Regions from separate parts of the Mus musculus genome. Here regions 1, 2, 3, 5 and 6 are each linked to region 4. The links are chromatin contacts, called in public Hi-C and promoter capture Hi-C maps. All regions are on one chromosome and are shown on one strand. The core of a region is the stretch at or near the end of the contact, and the rest is flanking DNA. Distances in the headings are between cores, read along the strand shown. Region 1 holds the start of Mapkapk2 (MAP kinase-activated protein kinase 2). Region 2 holds the start of Nucks1 (nuclear casein kinase and cyclin-dependent kinase substrate 1). Region 3 holds the start of Mfsd4a (major facilitator superfamily domain containing 4A). Region 4 holds the start of Avpr1b (arginine vasopressin receptor 1B). Region 5 overlaps Eif2d (eukaryotic translation initiation factor 2D). Region 6 has its middle 7.8 kb from the start of 4833413N01Rik.

Region 1 (2,926 bases), core at 65-2,564, 500 kb after region 4:
CCCCCCCAGTTAGAATTATCACCACAGGGATGAGCGAGAAGTATTGAGCACTGAAAAAGCGCTTGTCTCCTTGATCCATAGTGAGTTGGATCTCAAGAGGGGGCCTACAGTCCTCCACCTGTTCATCTCTGTCTTCCTTGGAACAAGTATCTTCCGGAAATCTAAACAGGGAACAGCAAATGAGTCTTGCCATCCTGGGCTATGTCTCCAACGCCCTTTTCTCAGGGCACTGTCTCGTCTCCAGAGTTTTGTTGGGACATATTAAAGACTTTGTGTGACCATGGGTCAGGTCTCATCTTTAATTTGTCTGTATTAGTAAGTAAACCAGAGCTTTGTATCTATCTTGTTCCTTTGTCTCATTTCTTAACTGCTGTAACAGTCAAACCCTTGTGGATCTCAGCAGTGCTACAGGCCAGTTAGGCCCAGAGATTTGTACTAGAACTAGGTTGCTTCAGGACTACTTATTGGCTATGGCCGCAGGGACCATTTCCCCAACTCTAGAACCATTTCCCAGCCCTTCCCCTTGCTCTATAATCGCAATGAATTAAGAACACAAATGTATAAGTGTACCTCCCAGAGAGACATGAAGTTTGTGGGTATTTTAAGACAGAGTCTGTCTTTGTTGTTCAGGCTGGCCCTGTGACTTGTTATCCTCCTGCTTCAGTCTCCTGCATATAGCCGGGATAACAGGTGGCTAGAGTGCCCCATTCCATCTTGGGTCATTTTGGGTTTATATAAAAATATGTTCGAATTCATAATAATTAAATTGTTCGTGGTATCACAGTAGTACATTCTTCTCAGTGAAAACCAGTAAGTCCATGAGAGAAAAAAAAAGTAAAACTCACAAGTATGTTAAGGAAATTGTTACTATTGCCTGACACCTGATCCTAGGATGAATAGTCTCTCTTATTCCCCCAGTCCTGGCCCCCGGATTCTCGCTCTGCTCGGGTACCCCTCACCCCCCACCCACAGAGTCCACGTAGAAAGATTCTTATCAATTATCCGTTTCTTTCAAAATACATCTCCTCCAATTCTCCGATGACCTGTCTTCTAGATCCAAGCAGCTGGAGGAGTGAGGGTTTTGTTTGAACTATCCAGCAGCTTTTCTTTTGCCCTCCTCCCTTTCCCCTCTGCCCGGCCCGGGTTAAGAACTAGGATGTCTCGATGCCCTCCACAAGCCCGCTTGCTCGCAGTCCCTAAGCTCTCCCGCCACTGGACTTCCTCCCCTTTAAGGCCCACCCCTCCCCCATGTCCACGCCTCCCAGTCAAGCCCCACCCTCGATCCTCCCCTTTAAGGACTAGCCCAGGACGCCGAGCAGCCTGTGACGCGGCCGCCGCCCCCGGGCTGGTACTTCTCGGCGCGGCGATTCCTCCGGCCGGGCCCTGCCGTCCCGCGTTCCCCGGAGCGCACGTCTCCGGGGGGAGGGAGCAGGGCTGGTGGGCGCCCGCGGCGCACAGCGGGACCCACGGGGCCCCGCGACCAGCCGAGCCTGGAGCCGGGCCGGGGCGGGGCAGCCGGCTCCAGCCCGGAGCAAACTTCGCCGCCGGGCGGGGCGTGGCGGGGACCCGGGCCCGAGCCGGAGGAGGGGGCGGCCGCGGCCCCTGCCTCTGCGCGCGAGTCGCCGGGCACCATGCTGTCGGGCTCTCCGGGCCAGACTCCGCCGGCGCCTTTCCCCAGCCCTCCACCGCCAGCCCCGGCCCAGCCGCCGCCGCCGTTCCCCCAGTTCCACGTCAAGTCGGGCCTGCAGATCCGAAAGAACGCCATCACCGACGACTACAAGGTCACCAGCCAAGTGCTTGGCCTGGGCATCAACGGGAAGGTGCTGCGGATCTTCGACAAGAGAACCCAGCAAAAATTCGCCCTAAAGGTAAGTCTGGGCCGCCCGGGATCGCGCTGAGATCCGGTGCAGCTTCCGGTCACCCCGCGAGTGGCCGGCACCCGAGAGGACTCACGGGGACTGCCATGTTGGGGTGTGAGTGGGATCCAGCCTGGTGGCCACTCTTGGGACCCGGACGGCCTCTGCTCGCTTTACCCGGCGCCGAGGACACGGTGGCCTCGTCCTCCCTCCCTCCTTCCTTTCTGCGGGCACAAAAGGCCCTTTACTCATTGAGCTGGTTGGTCGGTCGGTTTGGAGAAGTTCGCTCTCTGAGGTTTCCTTAACCCTACTCCTTATTTGGGAGCCGGAATGTGACTTCGCTCTCCTCGGCCTCGCGAGGTCGGCGCGCAGCGGTGGGGCGCGTCGGCGCGGAGCGGCGCGGCACTGGAGACTGGGGACCCCGCCTCCGTGCCCCGCGATCGTCTGGAACCGCCAGCGCCTGGCCTGCGCTGCCCCTTAGGCTTGCGCCGGGCTGTTTCCATTGCTCCCTCCACCGTAGGAAACCTTGTCTGTAAGCCAGGCTTGGCCTAGTGCTGGTACACTGGTCCCTGGTAGCCGGAGACTCAAAGGCAGGAAATACTATTCCTGCATTTGGGAAACCCACTCTTAATCTCTGTGGGTCTACCCGTCTCTGCTTCTGTCGGTGGTAGTGGAGAATGGGGATTTCAAAAGGTCCAAGTGAAGCAGGGAAGGCTGTCATTCAGGGTCACTGCAAAGTTTTCTTCTCTCAAGGGTTTCAGGTTACACCATATCTCTAAAGGTCACTTGTCAGGTTTCTTTCTCCTGGGGTGTCTCAATGATTGGAGGAGCAAAGTACTTCCTGTGTTATATTTTGCTCTTCCCCTTCAGCCCACACAACTTGCTTTGTTTCAGCTATTCTAGAGTACAGATAGATTGAGTTATGCGTGAGGCCGTTGTCATACACGGTCAACGGGACCGAAACCTGGTACTTTGTAGGGGGAAAATAAGTTTAGTTTTTATGATGTTTTGCTGTTTTCATCTTCTGCATCACATTTAAAAAACAAGCAAACAAACTATAAGCTCTTGGG
Region 2 (2,990 bases), core at 57-2,556, 310 kb before region 4:
TACCAAAACTTGAAATGAATTCATAACTGTAAAAATAGTTAAGAACTAAAGGCAATGGGGCCAGGTAAAGCTCCTTTACAAGTAACATCTATTGACTTTGGTCTCGGTCTCTGTCCCTCTGTCTCTCAGGCCTTAATAGATTGGACTAAACCACACCCTCCACCCAAGCCACATTCTATACAACAGCTCTGGAGGGCATTAAAGGGGAGCCCACCGAGTGAGGGGAAACCGAAAACTTCTTGAAGCCATGTGAATAAAAGTCTGATCGCTAGTGGATCGTAGTCCATTTACGATTAACGTCACACGGGGAAAGAGAGGGTTACAGAAGTAGCAAGAGACGCGTACTGCGGGGTGAGGGGGAACGAGAACCACACGGGATTTGGGTTAACAAGCACGTCCCTGGAGGAAGGGCATTTGTCTGCAAGCGGTGGAAAGAGAAAACTTGGGGTTAATGCGTTCAGAACTCCCAAGTGGGGAGAGGCTGTGGCCCTTATTTTACGGGGCTCAGTGTCAAAACTCACTTTTGCCCCAAGGGGAAAGGAAAACGTGGGTTCCGCCCAGGCCGGGCTAGGAGGCGGGGCCTGCCGCGACCCCGAGAATGGAGGCGGGGCCGGGCGGCGGGGCACAAGCAACTCGCTCGCCAAAACGCTAAGCCGGCGAGCCTCTGGAGGACCGAGTCCTCCGTGTTCGCACCCGGGTCGGCCGTAGGCTCCAACAGGGCCCAGGGGTGCGGCCTATGGTGTGCCTGGTGCGCGCCAAGCCCACGCCAGGGCCATGGCGGAGGTGGGGGCGGCCGCGGAGCCGACCCGGACCCTGCGGGGTGGAGGCGACGCGCCCGTGCGCGCCGCCGCCATCCTGCGCGCCGCCGAGCACCCACGCGCAAGGGCGCGCGCGGCCCCCGACAGAAGGCCGCGCGTGGTAGTCAGGAGCACGACTCCAGGCCCGTTGCCCAGGTCCTTCGCCACTCACCCCAGCCCGTTCGGCCCGCCCCGGGCCTTGGACTCCGCACTGACCTGACAGGCCGAGACATGTTCGCTGTCGAGGCGCGACCAAGTCGAGGAGCCGAGGACCAGGACCCCCCTCCCCGCGCACTCGGCGCCCCACCCCCCCGCTCCGGCCGGCGGGGCCGCTGCTGCCGAGCCCCGGGCTGCTGGCTTCTCAAGAGTCGGCGGCTGCTGGTTTGAGGTCCCTGGATCTGACGAGCCCCCCGCTCCCCCGTCTCTTCAAAATGGATGAATCAAACCAGCCGAAAATGCGCCAAAGCCGCGGTGCAACCAAACCCCGTAGGGTTTGTGCGCTCCGCCCCAGCACGCCCGCTCATTGGTGACTCCTGTCAGATGCGCCCTAGTCATTAGTCCATTTGAATCATCACGCCTCCCAGCCCCGCCCCACTCCCGGATAGGCCCCGCCTCCTCCATGGGGTCCTGTTAGTCAAGATGCGCTGAGAGCGCACGGCCGCAAAACAAAAATGGTCGCCGATTGCCCGCCCCCTGTCTTCCACGCCAGAGCTGCAGATTCGGCTTGGGTTATATCTTGGACCCCCTGCCAAATAACCTGATTTATATAGAGTTCTCTGTGGACTAGGTGGTTCTGTAATGGATTTAATTTCTCCTGACTTGATTATTTTGCAAATCAGCTAATTGCAAGACTCATGGGATAGGCAGCAGATTCGTCACTTAAGAATTGGAGGGAAATTACTTAGGTTCAAAAATTTGACCTTAATCTTAGAAATCCTGTACTCTGACTTCAGCGTTAACCTCCCAGGGCTCAGTCACGCTGCTGAAGTAGAGAGTTGGGTTCACAAGGAATATCTTCTACCCAATCTGATCTTTGAGAGCTACTTAACACTCATTAAAACCTCAATTTCTGATATTAGCATTTCAAAGAGAAAGAGGTGATTAATGGTTAAGAGGGAGACTGGTGACAAAACGCTTGCTTCAAAATTCTAAGTCCACCACTTAGTACTTAACTAGGTTTCCTCTGTGCACCTCAGTTTTATGATGAGTAGAGTAGGATACAAGGCTACCTTATTACTAGAACTAAACAAGGTGCTATGTTGAAAGGCCTTTAGTCTGGGCTTAAGTGTTAGGTTCCGTTTTTAATAGAAGATAAAATTAGTTCGGGGGGGGGGGGCAGGGAGGCTGGAGAGATGGCTCAGTGGTTAAGAGCACTGACTGCTCTTCCAGAGGTCCCGGAGTTCAAATCCCAGCAACCACCTGGTGGCTTACAACCATTTGTAATGAGATCTGATGCCCTCTTCTGGTGTGTCTGAAGACAGCTACAGTGTACTCATATATAATAAATAAATAAATCTTAAAAAAAAAAAAGTAGTTCGAGTTGCCTCAAGACTGAATGCCTAAATCAGAAGTAGAGCACAGTATCTTTGTATTAATATCTAGGATTTACTTCCTGTTATAGTTTGGATTCCATGTTCCCTAGGGACCCATATGCCAAAGATTTAAGAGGCAGGACCTGGTAGAAGTTAGGACATTAGGAGTGAGCACTTTAACATGATGTGGGAACCTTGACTTGACCACCCTCTGTCTTTCTTGCTTGCAGCCTGTAAACACAATGTCATCTGTTTCACTTTGCTGAAATGCTTTTCACCATGATGCTCTTGCTCTCTACAGACACAAAGCCCTAGGACCAAGCAGCCCTCAATGGAAACATATGAAACTGTAGAAAAATAAATGTATTCTTGTAAGTTGATATTTCAAGTCATACGGATAGAAAACTAACACACTTTATGATGTTGTAAATCGATTTCAATACTTGCCAGAGCCAGTGTTTCACTTGAAGAGTGGGGATGTTGCTCAGCTGAGAGTAACTGCTCAGCACACAGTAAGCACTGAGTTCAATCTTCATCACCTCCTGAAACTGGACAAGAGGATACACACCTATAATGCCATCAGTCAAGGAGATAGATGTTCAAGGTCATGCCTGGCTACATAGGGAGTTTGAGGACAGTTTGGACTGCGAAAGCCCCTGAG
Region 3 (2,700 bases), core at 93-2,592, 470 kb before region 4:
GACCTCCATAGGCTCCAGGCATGCCCATGGTGCACAGACATAAATACGGACAGGTGAAGCATACATAAAATAGACAAATCTAAAAACGATGTTTTAAGAAATGAAAAGTAAACGGCAAGCAAGTCTCCATCAACAGAAGAAAGCTATCAAGCTACCTACCACAGGGATAATTGGGAGGAGATAAGGGTCTGAGCCCCAGGTCACCCTTCCCATCTCTGAGCTGCTGTTCCTCTAGAACTTCACAGCAGTGGCTAATGATTATATTTTTTTCAGGTGATAACTTTGTACCTTATTTCATGTACTATAAATCCCACCTTTACTGCCATTAAATTAGTCTATGCCATCACCCATGGAGTAAATGAGCCAGAGGGACTCTTAAACTGGAGCCTTCCTCTGATGCACAGTCCAGGACAGGTATGGGGTAGCACTCTGAGGTAGTGTCCCTGCTCAGGAAATTGATTATCTCCACTTCACGCCAAGGTATCATGGGGTCACCCAGCCAAACACTTCTGTGGGCACGATGTCACAACCTCCAGCACTATTAAGACACTTGGCAAAGGAGACACTGAAGGTCCTTAACTGCTGTGCTCCTAGGTTCTGGTGTGGGCACCGGATCCTAACTCCCTCAGGAGCAGGACCATACACCACTGTCCAGGGCTGTGGGGGTGTCGGGTCGGTATCAGGGTCTTGGAGTGTAAACAACCCCTCCACCCTGTCAAGGCATTTTCAAGTGGGAAGAGAACTCTGCCTGGAGGATCATCTCAGAATTCCTCTGCGAGTCCTGGGGTTCCTGCCCTCCCTCACTGCATTGGGAAGGAGAAATAGAACCCTAAACAGAGCTTGGCCTTACTGCCTTCCTCACCTGTGATGGAACAGGTGCAGGGTGATACCCCCGCACCCCAAAGCATAGAATGGAGAAGACCTAAATTTCTAGGACTGGGGATACTTGCCTAGCATGTTATAGGCCTTGGGGTCAATCCCAGCACCTAAAAGCAGTAAAACGAATGTCCAAGTTTCTGGGAGTGTTTGGTGTTTTTGCTTTTGTTTTTCCAAATGACAGTGTACCGGACCCCTTGAGGTTCCAAATGAAAGCCACAAGAAAGTCATGTACAGATAGGACTGCTTTTAGAGAGTAGGGCATGGGAGGTAGAGAGCCGCGCTGGCAGACCCTCGAAGTCCAACGGCAGCACCCCAAGACCAAGTGATGTGGATTCAGATCGCCAGGCTGAAAGGCTGCGCGGTGTAGGGCGCGAGGAGCCTTTAGCACTAGCTGGCGGGTCGCGCTCCCGGGTGAATTAACCAACGTGGGGCCCCCAGGAACGTGAAGCGAGGCGGGGCGGTCCCGGCGGCGGGACACGTGCGTCCGCGACGCCCCGGACCTCCAGGCGTCCCCGCGCTGGCCGAGGGCGGGGCAGCCGCGCGGCGCTCCCCTCCTCTCCTCTCCTCCCCGCCCGGCCTCCGGTTGGCCGCGGCACTCGGCCCTGGGCTCGCTGCGAGCTGCCGGCCGAGCCATGGGCTGCGACGGCCGGGTGTCTGAGCTGCTCCGCCGCAACCTACAGCCCACGCTCACCTACTGGAGCGTCTTCTTCAGCTTCGGCCTGTGCATCGCCTTCCTGGGGCCCACGCTTCTGGACCTGCGCTGCCAGACGCACAGCTCGTTGCCCCAGATCTCCTGGGTCTTCTTCTCGCAGCAGCTCTGCCTCCTGCTGGGCAGCGCCCTCGGGGGTGTCTTCAAGAGGACGTGAGTGTCGCGCCCCGCACGCCCCTCCACATCCCCGCAGCTGTGACCACCTGCCCAGCTGGGCTGGATCTTAGCCCAGGGGCTGCCTCCCTCCCCCACTACAAGCTCTCCCGGAAAACTCTCTCGGGACTGAAGGTGACATCTGGGCTATGTATTTGTCTCACTCGTCCCGAGAGAGCTCAGAACCCTTTCGCCCTCGCTCACCGAGCCCACCAGCCAAAGAGTGATGGAATGTACAGAGATGCGTAAGACCCTTATTGCTCTGTTCCTCTGAGATTTTGTAGCCTCGGCGCCGGAGGTGGAATTGGCACTGAGGGGAAGACAGTTGGCGGTGCCAGCTCAGGGGACAGTTCTCAGTGACAGGGCTGGCCTGTGGTTTGACTAGGAACCCACTGGTGATTCCACTCATAATAGGTCCACATCAATTGATACAGCTGATCCCTTTACCAAGATGGTGAGGCTCCTGGGATCTCCTAAGGGAGACAGGACTCGGCTGCAGCATTTGCCTGCGGAGGCTGAGCCCTTGGGCCAGGTAGAGAAGTGTAGAGCCTCTCATCCATCCTCTATCTCTAGTACCCAGAATACCCCTAATGTATCCCTCCACCTTGTTACTTCTCCCTGGCTTCTGTCAGGACAGAGCTCTGGTCTATCCCTGGCACTCAGAATATTACCCTTTTGGGTGCCGTGCAGAGCCCCATTTTTCTGGTGTAGGAACCCCTCTGAAGATATTTCTAGAAAGTCAGCAGCCTTCAGTCTCTGTACAGCCAGGAATAGACCTAGAACTGAGACCTAGAGCTGAGGAATGAATGGTTTGCACACCAGAGGCTGCTGTGTGGTCTTCCTTGTTCTACTTCCTAAAGGAGCAATTATCTGGACTGCAAAACCACAATTGGGAGGTCTGTTACAAAACTAGATAGATAGATAGATAGATAGATAGATAGATAGATAGATAGATAGAA
Region 4 (2,767 bases), core at 67-2,566:
AGGTTCTTGTAGATCTCGTGGCAGATGAGGCCATAGCAAGCTGTGAGCACCACCACGGGCAGCACAAAGATGGCCATGGTGGTCCAGGTGATGTAGGCCCGCGGGCCCCAGGAAAAGTAGAAATCTGCCCAGCAGTCCAGCACCCCTGAGCCCTGGATCACCTCTCGCAACGAAAAAATGAACACTTGAGGGAGGCTGAGGATGGCAGCCAGCAGCCAGGGAGCAGCAATAAGAGGGTAGGTGGACTGGCTGGGCTGCTGGAGGCTTCGAAGAGGGTGACAGACAGCCAGGTACCGGTCCAGCGTCATGGCCAGCAGCATGTAAGTGGAAGCAAACATGCTGAGCACCTGTAGATATTTGACAGCCCGGCAGAGGAGGTCAGAGCCCTGGAAGCGATAGGTGATGTCCCAGAGCAGCTGAGGCAGTACCTGGAAAAGCGCCACGCCCAGGTCGGTCAGGGCCAAGTGCAGCACGAACAGATGCATGCGGGAGCGCTTATGGCCCTGGAGGCCCAGAATCAGTAGTACAGCCAGGTTGCCTCCTGTGGCCAGAACCAGGACAGTAGCTAGGATACCAATTTCCACCTTGGCTAGCTCTTCATCCCTACCCAGCCAGGGTGTGGTGGTATTGGGGACAAACAGGGTGCCCCCAGGGGAGGGGGTAGCAGTCCAAGAAGGCTCAGAATCCATGGTTAGGTTTAGAGGGAGAGAAGGAGGGGAAGGTGGATGGAGGGACGGTGTGGGTGCAAGTAAGAAGTTGGATAGTGAGAGAGAAAGGTTAGAGGTGGAGGGAAAGAAGGGAGGTGAGGGGTGACGGTGGAGTGAAGGCTTGGAAACAGGTGAGATAGTTCAGCAGACAGGGACAGAGAGAACGAAAGGAGTAAGGAGCAGAACCGGGACCCCATAGAGGCTGGGGAATCAAAGAAAGAAAAGGCGGGCTGGGAGGTGGGTGTTAATATGGGAAGGTTGGAGGAGGTTGGAAGTGGGGGCTTCTGAGAGGTGACACCGAGGAAGCAAAGGGAGCAGCTGCCATCTCCCAAATCCACCCCAAATTTACTTTGTCCAAACTTTCTTTTGGAATCGGAGAGAGTAGCCGTTTCTAAGTTGTCTTGAAGGTGAGGTCCAGGACCATGGGCGGTGCCTGCAGGTATTGGAAACCCCTGCCAAGCCACGGCGTGCTCCCACCGCGCTCTCACCGGAGGGTGAACACAGGCATGAGCAGACTGAACACAGGCATGAGCAGACGCAGCAGCTCAGAGCGTTTTATGCTCTTGGATTCCTAGTCCAGAGGCTGCCGCTTGTCGGTTGGCTCCTGCAGAGGAGGGTGGAGTGAGACTCAGTGGCTCTCTTCAGACAGGGGGTACTGAGGGGAGGGGCTGAGGAGCTGGGTGGGACTGTAGAGGAGGAGGATCAGGGAAATGTAGGAGAAGCGAGAAGCTAGCTCTTTCTGGCAGCCAGGATCCACTGAGCACCAAACTCACCTACACTGCCATCCTGATCCCTCAACTCTCGTTAGACAGGTGAGTTTGCGTGTGTGTGTGTGTGTGTGTGTGTGTGAGAGAGAGAGAGAGAGAGAGAGAGAGAGAGAGAGAGAGAGCTTCCCAAACACAACAGTGCTGCTGCGGGGAGCCCTAGGCATGTGTGAAAGATCTCAAATGGCTGAGAAGCATGCCCTGAAGAAACCCACTCTGGAAAACCAGATGTGACAGCCATTTTTCTTAGGATAGGTACTTGGAGCTGTGGAGGCAGAAGAAAAGTGAGGACATTTGTGACTGGGTGACCTGGGGGTGTGTGTCAGGAGATGATAGAAGGAGCTAGACCCGGGAGTCTGGCGTGATTAGAGAAATTCCAAATAGAGTTTGCATCTCCAGGCTAAATCTGAACTTCTAGCCTCTCTGGGGATACATTTCATGAGCTAGGGGTGTCGTTGACCACTCTGTAGAAATTATGTCACTCAGAAGGTTGCAGAGCTAGTCACCAGCAGCACAGAACCAGAACAGACCAGTGTGCAGTTGTTCTGTGCCACAACAGAAGCTAAGTTAAACTAAGATAATTACATTATTTTCACCAAAGCTGATGTGATTGGAGCTGTCTGAAAGGCAGCAGCTGATTGCAAACAAGTAAATACCACCTGGCCCTGAGAAAGTCTACACGGCAGGCACCACAAGGTATTGGTTGGGCAATTCACTTTATCTTGCGGAATTTCACACTGTTAGGACTCCCTAGGTAGGTTAGAATTCACGAGGAGCTGCAACAGTATGATCAAAGCCTTTCATGGAAGGCAGGATCCCTTTAACTTGCTCTTTAAATCAAAGCTGATTCGAACCCCTTGACCAAACCACGCACCCACATAACCACTTAGTATCTTTTCTAGACTGTTCTTCTTGCCGTGCATGTCACAAATTCTTCATCTTTTGTGCTTTGCAGCCCTGGCTTCTACTTCTTCCAGAATTTCGCTGTTTGTGAGCCAATTATTTTCATCCTCTGTGCTGGATCATTCCCACCTCTATGCAAACTCACTCTAGAAGTGTCCATTAAGGAAAAATATTAGATTTAGTTTATAATTTTCTTTTTAAAAAAAAAAACAACATTATTTCTCTTATGTGTATGAGTACTCTGCCTTCATGCACACCAGAAGAGGGCATCAGATCCTATTACAGAGGGTTGTGAGTCTCCATGTAGTTGCTGGGAATTGAACTCAGGACCTCTGGAGGAGCAGTCAGTGCCCTTAACCAGTCAGTGCCCTTAACCACTGAGCCATCTCTCCA
Region 5 (2,700 bases), core at 108-2,607, 430 kb after region 4:
CATCCACTGAACCAGCCCAGCTTGGTCATTCCTGACATACAGCCTCCACCCACCCACCAGGCTTTGGCCCACCTGCCCAGACTTAGTGCCTATCATCTTGGCTCCATCTTCTTACACAAAAACTAATACCAAGTAGAAAATGTGAAACCTGAAACTGCTGGAAGAAACATAGGCTGGCTCCTGCAGATACAGGTACAGAGAAAGGACTTCCTGCATAAGAAACTAAGGCAACCAGCTAAGGAAATCAAGTGAAGAGGAAGCCGACAGAATCTTTGCCCAATCCCCTGGCAAGCTACACATTGAATAGAGAAGTAAAATCCAGAATAAAAAAATCAAAAACCAGAAAGTTAAAAAAAAAAACCCATTTTTAAAAACTGGGCTAAGGTGCCGGGTGTGGTGGCGCACGCCTTTAATCACAGCACTCAGGAGGCAGAGGCAGGTGGATTTCTGAGTTCGAGGCCAGCCTGGTCTACAAACAGAGTGAGTTCCAGGACAGCCAGGGCTACACAGAGAAACCCTGTCTCAGAAAAAAAGAAAAAAAAGGGGGGGGGGTAAGGAACTAACGAGGTTTCTCAAAAAAGAAAACAAAAATGGCTAATAAATACAAAGAGAACTCCTTCCAGTCTGACTCTGCTTCACCCTCTTACACATCTCCAGGCCACTCACAGCGGGGAGAGGAAGGTGATTCAGTGCTGATGTAGAAACTGCCCAGCACGAGCCTGGACAGACACAGGCACAGCAGAGGGCCACTGAACCACAGTGAAGAGCAAGCCCTTCACAGATTTTGCATCTCAAGCAGGGAGCAGAACTTACACAGCACGGCCCCTCCAAGAGCACGCAAAACAGGAGAGGGCAGTGAGACGGGAGAGGGCAGCACAGTGCTTGACAAGGGACACCTGTCATTCCTGCTCCCTCGCTGCTCCTCAGGCGCAGATGCCCTGTGCAAAGGCCTGGCTGTAGCAGGGTCCTGCTAGAGTGAGCTCCTGCAGGGCACTTACACGTTCCACATGTGCATGTCCACGTAGACAGAATTCGTGAGATTAAGGCGTTCACTTCTCAGTGAAAAGGACTGTTCTTGATTTCAGAGCAAGAACACTTCTTTCTTTTCCTTCCTTCTTCTCTTGCTTCCTTCCTTTCTTTCCAGGTCTAAAATGGGTTATTTGGTAGACAGTAGATGAACAAGCCTCTTTTATCTCAGTGTTTAAAAAGATAGGTATATATAATTGCACAGCTCTTACTACTGTCTCCACCAAGAGCCCTAGACAGAGAAATGACCTGCACAGACCAAAGCAGAATGAGGGATGGCTTTAAACACTGCTGGCGTCCGCTGACTCGTTTGTGATCAGAAGAACACATGGTCCTTCCTTGTGCAGTTATTTTAGGAAGTTCCTGAGTCCTCTGCAGACTGACTGAAGAGCCTGTCCAGGAACCCAAGCTTAAGACGCTGGGGCTAAGGGAGACATTTTTCATCTAAGCCTTCAACGACAGCAAAGCTACCAACCATCTTGGCATCACACCACAAACTAGCCATTGGTGGCAGCGTGCTGTATACAACTGGGGAAGAACAAAGGTCACATAGAAACCCATGTTCTGTGTTTTTGTTGCTCTTATGTCTACTGGCTTAAAATCTGCTGCAGCTTAGAGTTAATTCATTTTGTTGCTGTGAGTGACAGCAGAGAAATAGCCAGGCTGTTTTCCAGGGGACAAACCCTACACAGGCAGGAAGGAACAACAGGGCAGGGCCTAGGAGGTTAATTGGGTTGTAGGAGCAGTAAGCAGGAGCACTCTGCCTGCCGCACTCTGGATGGGCTGCCCTGCTCCTATCATACTGCACCAACTAAATCACAGAAACCACAGGACATTTTCACTAAGGAAAACAGAAGAGCGATTCCGATTTAGATTAGAAATAAAAGCTTTCAGTAAAGAATTACAGTTTTTATTTGCAAAAGCCAAAACTGCTCGTATCAGTTACCAGCTCAGAACCTGGGTTCCCATGGGGTCCACTGCATAAAATGAGTCTGTCACTTCTTGCCAGGTTTGGGGGCCTTTTCTAGGCCTTGGATGTATTTTCCAGGGAGCCGATACTCTTCTACAATCCAAAAAGAAAATCTTCAGCGGAGCCTGGTCTCAAGTCCCTACTGCCCGTCCGTCCCTGCTTCCCATGTCCTTTGGGCCCTGTAACCTCCTGCCCCTCCCTATCCTGCTGTCCCTGTTGTTCTAATACATGACACGCCCTCCACATCCTGTTCAAGCTCATCTCTGGCGACAGACACCTTCTCAGTTGGATCATTTACCACAGAGGTTGAGGTATATTTTGGTCATTTATACCTGCTGGCTACATCTAGATCCGTGGTTCTCAACCCTCCTACTGCTGTGACCCTTTAATATAGTTCCTCAACTTGTAGTGATTCCCAATCATAAAATTATTTTCATTGCTACTTCATAATTGTATTTGCTGCTGTTATGAATCATAATGTAAATGTCTGTTTTCCCTGGTAGTCTTGGGCAATTCCAACGAATGGGCCGTTCTAGCCCCACAGGGATCACAGTCACAGGCTAAGAGCCATTGATCTACATGTACTGAGTGAAAAGGCCTGTCTGTTCAGGTGCATTTTCTTCTACTTTCTTCTGTCTCTTCTTAGTCCCGAGCCACCACATGGGCTCTTCACATACAGGAGTTCAATGATGGACGTGAATTGC
Region 6 (2,840 bases), core at 63-2,562, 490 kb before region 4:
TCAGAGGCTTAGGTCTATAACCCTAGCAGTGTCTTCTACCAGGGATTCTAGCCTGTGGGTTTCCACCCCTTTGGTGGGTTCTATATCAGATACCCTGCATATCAGATATTTACATTATGATTCATAACAGTAGCAAGATTACAGTTGTGAAGTAGCAATGAAATAATCTTATGGTTGGGGGTCACCACAACATGAGGAACTGTATTAAAGGGTTGCAGCCTTGGAAAGCTGAGAGGCACAGGACCTCAGCCCTTGCGAAGGAGCCTCACAAAGTCTCAAAAGTAACTCCCAAGGAGCCTCCACTGACCGTCACAGTAGAAAGGAAAAGGGTGACTTAGGGCCACTTACTCAGTCTTGAACACTCTCAGGGAAAATGCTGGTGTCATACACAGAAGAGGAGCCATAGTGTCTCTGAGAGAGCTCTAAAGGCCACGCCAGCTGTCAAAGGATCTATTCAGAAAGGAAGGAACAACTGACAAGTTCCCGCAGCTTTCTGCCACAGCTGTGACTTAACCTGCAGCCAGGAGAAGCCTTGATCCAGCATTCCCGGCTCCTCCAGAATGGCTCCCCACAGAACGTGCTATCACGTTGCCATGAGGCTGCTATGTTGAACATTCAATAACACAGATCTGTGAGCAGAGATTTGGCTTCTTATGGAGGTCTACCCATAGGATATAAATGTCAATGTAAGTGTTCTAGACCCCAAACATTGTTATTTTTAAACTGAAGACCATCTGGCATCTTCTCAAACCTTATACATTGTTTTTCCTTAAAGCCAGTCAGCATTGTGAAGATCTCTAGGTGTCCCAAGTCAAGGCCAGATGCCAGGTCCTGGGCGCCATAATAATAAGGCTCCAGCACAATGCCTATACAGTTCAATAGCCAGACAGTCACACAAAGAAAGACAGCGTCATCCAGTTTCCTGTCAAACTGGATATGTGCCTATCCTCCGCAGTATAGTTTATAATACCTCTCCTTATTCTAGGATTAAATGTCTGGCCTCTTTTAAAGTTGTTGTTTTTATATAAATACCAGTGAAGCAATAAAACAAGGAGCCCACAGGCTCTTACAAATACAAGCTAACTCCAAGATAAGAGCAAACTGCCCCACCCGAGGGCACTAGAGCCCCAGAGACAATCAACTTCCTCTATCCCTGGGCTAACTTCACTAACTGTACGGTGGCATTAAAAGCCATAACTGAGGTCCCTGAAGGAAATGAGAATTAAACAAGGCACTGAGTCACTGGCTGGCCTACAGCTCATTAAATCCCTTGGCCCATGTCTAATTTCATTGACAAAACAGAGAAGGTCTGTCTGCTCCTTTTAACTTCCACCTGTTACGACTGGCTGAACACCTCAGGCAGGCAAAGGTTAAAACTGAGGAGAAACACAATGTGCACATAACCACAATGAATCCCACGGAAGCTCTGTGCCAAACAGTGCCCAATTGCTCCTTGTGTCTGCTACTCTGAGAACCATTAGTTCCTGTTCACTAAATAATTTTGCTTCCTGTAAGTTTGGTTGATTTGTGTGTGCATGGTGTATGTGTTTGCATGTGTTAGTGTGTGTGTGTGTGTGTGTGTGTGTGTGTGTGTGTGTGTGTGTGTGTGTGTGTGTGTAGAGGTAGATAGAGGACAGAGGTGCTTTCCTTTTGCCTTTTAAGACAAGGCTAGGGAAACTGAGGCAAGAACTGAAGTAGAGACCATGAAGGAGTGCTGTTTACTGGCTTGCTTCCTTTGGCTTGCTCAGCTTGCCTAGACAGTACAGCCCCACCTGTCTAGGTATGGCACACCCACAGTGCGCTGGGTCCTCATACAGCCATTCATTAGTAATGAAGAAAGTGTCCTCCAGACATGCCCTCAGGCCAATCTGATGGAAGCAATTTCTCACTTTCCAGATGTGTAGGGTTGACAACCAACATTAACCATCACGGGGACCTCTGAGCCCTTAATTCATATTCTCTGATAGGAAGATATGTCCCTCACCTCTCCTGGCCACAATATATGAAACTTCTTCTCTTATCTCAAGGACTAAAGCCTTCCAGAAACAGTATGACGTCATTAGGCATTGGACACTGGGCTGTGTCTTACACAAGAAAACCTTAAAATATAAAGACAGAAATGTCTTAAGATGTCATTCTCATTATTACTAGAAAATGCACAGGACTCCAGACCATCCCAGCAACCCGACACTGGGTCCTGTCTCTTCTGCTGATATGGAGCAGATAGAGGCCTCTCTGACAGACCTGTACTCAAGCCTCTCACACACTCAGAAAAGAAAGAAAAGTGTGATAGGGTCACACTCTGTAGCCTAGGCTAGCCTAGAACTCACTAGGCCTAAAACTTGCAGTGATCCTCCTGCCTCAGCCTGCTGAGCATTGAACCCCCATGTCAAGCCTCCATTTTCATTCCTACTATTACCAGGTTAGAAGGTTCCCTGCCTCCCTGTATCACCAGGGACTTTCAAAACTCCAACACTGGGTCTCACCAAGAGATTGTAGCTAAGTTCTGAGACTCCCAGGCCATAGACAAATGGAGCTCACTCATTAAATCCTCAATAGTGAATGTGGGGCCCATCCTTACTCTGATATGGACAAGGCAGCTGGTCATCACATGGAAGGGCAGTGAGGGAATGGAGGGAACATAGGCAGGCACCAAGGCAGCACTGTGCTGAGGTAGGGGGTCTCAGCTCTTCTGTATCCAAAAATTGGAATTAGGACTATGGTGGTTTGAATATGCTTAGCCCAAGGAGTGGCATTATTAGGAAGTGTGGCCTTGTTGGAGTAGGGGTGGCCTTGTTGTAGGGATGAGCTTTGAGACACTCCTCCTAACTGCCTATAAG

Evidence for each region. Promoter capture Hi-C pulls out the DNA fragments that hold promoters and counts their contacts. Hi-C and Micro-C count contacts between places; a contact is called where the count stands out from the background. Capture Hi-C pulls out chosen DNA fragments and counts their contacts.
Region 1: a promoter capture Hi-C map of stem cell-derived epiblast-like cells shows a contact between it and region 4, with 4 times the contacts expected there. The contact joins the promoter of Mapkapk2 here to the promoter of Avpr1b in region 4. A contact is called at or near these places in 6 of 39 promoter capture datasets (cranial neural crest, embryonic stem cells, second pharyngeal arch cranial neural crest and 1 more), 7 of 115 datasets of contacts at active chromatin or transcription factors (bone marrow-derived macrophages, embryonic stem cells, large pre-B cells and 2 more) and 1 of 9 other capture datasets (embryonic stem cells).
Region 2: a contact with region 4 is called in a promoter capture Hi-C map of adipose tissue. The contact joins the promoter of Nucks1 here to the promoter of Avpr1b in region 4. A contact is called at or near these places in 1 of 39 promoter capture datasets (the C10 cell line), 1 of 484 Hi-C or Micro-C datasets (large pre-B cells), 1 of 115 datasets of contacts at active chromatin or transcription factors (embryonic stem cells) and 3 of 9 other capture datasets (adipose tissue, liver and macrophages).
Region 3: a contact with region 4 is called in a promoter capture Hi-C map of pancreatic islet. The contact joins the promoter of Mfsd4a here to the promoter of Avpr1b in region 4. A contact is called at or near these places in 3 of 39 promoter capture datasets (embryonic stem cells and liver), 1 of 484 Hi-C or Micro-C datasets (liver) and 1 of 9 other capture datasets (pancreatic islet).
Region 5: a contact with region 4 is called in a Hi-C map of bone marrow-derived macrophages, with 18 read pairs. The contact joins the enhancer-like site here to the promoter of Avpr1b in region 4. A contact is called at or near these places in 1 of 39 promoter capture datasets (the C10 cell line), 1 of 484 Hi-C or Micro-C datasets (bone marrow-derived macrophages) and 1 of 115 datasets of contacts at active chromatin or transcription factors (regulatory T cell precursor).
Region 6: a contact with region 4 is called in a promoter capture Hi-C map of pre-B cells, with 3 times the contacts expected there. The contact joins the enhancer-like site here to the promoter of Avpr1b in region 4. A contact is called at or near these places in 4 of 39 promoter capture datasets (the 3T3-L1 cell line, liver and pre-B cells), 1 of 484 Hi-C or Micro-C datasets (liver) and 1 of 9 other capture datasets (embryonic stem cells).

The regions. Positions count from the first base shown.
Region 1 is chr1:131,096,231-131,099,156 of GRCm38.p6, reverse strand. Mapkapk2 (MAP kinase-activated protein kinase 2) reads left to right here and starts at 1,314. Exons shown (of 10, transcript NM_008551.2): 1 at 1,314-1,868. The coding sequence starts at 1,632.
Region 2 is chr1:131,908,774-131,911,763 of GRCm38.p6, reverse strand. Nucks1 (nuclear casein kinase and cyclin-dependent kinase substrate 1) reads right to left here and starts at 1,306. Exons shown (of 7, transcript NM_175294.3): 1 at 1,014-1,306. The coding sequence starts at 1,030.
Region 3 is chr1:132,066,704-132,069,403 of GRCm38.p6, reverse strand. It overlaps Mfsd4a (major facilitator superfamily domain containing 4A), which reads left to right and starts at 1,342. Exons shown (of 10, transcript NM_001114662.1): 1 at 1,342-1,741. The coding sequence starts at 1,512.
Region 4 is chr1:131,597,663-131,600,429 of GRCm38.p6, reverse strand. It overlaps Avpr1b (arginine vasopressin receptor 1B), which reads right to left and starts at 1,316. Exons shown (of 2, transcript NM_011924.2): 1 at 1-1,316. The coding sequence starts at 689.
Region 5 is chr1:131,172,693-131,175,392 of GRCm38.p6, reverse strand. It overlaps Eif2d (eukaryotic translation initiation factor 2D), which reads right to left. Exons shown (of 15, transcript NM_001136070.1): 15 at 1,922-2,089. The coding sequence ends at 2,022. Among named protein-coding and RNA genes, the nearest start is that of Eif2d, 21 kb to the right of the region's middle. Within about 2 kb of position 1,357, at least 14 of the 459 cell types and tissues checked have an H3K27ac peak or open chromatin away from gene starts, as enhancers often do. A contact at or near this core is called in bone marrow-derived macrophages, where this site is marked.
Region 6 is chr1:132,083,908-132,086,747 of GRCm38.p6, reverse strand. No RefSeq gene overlaps it. Among named protein-coding and RNA genes, the nearest start is that of 4833413N01Rik, 7.8 kb to the right of the region's middle. Within about 2 kb of position 1,312, at least 33 of the 459 cell types and tissues checked have an H3K27ac peak or open chromatin away from gene starts, as enhancers often do. A contact at or near this core is called in pre-B cells, where this site is marked.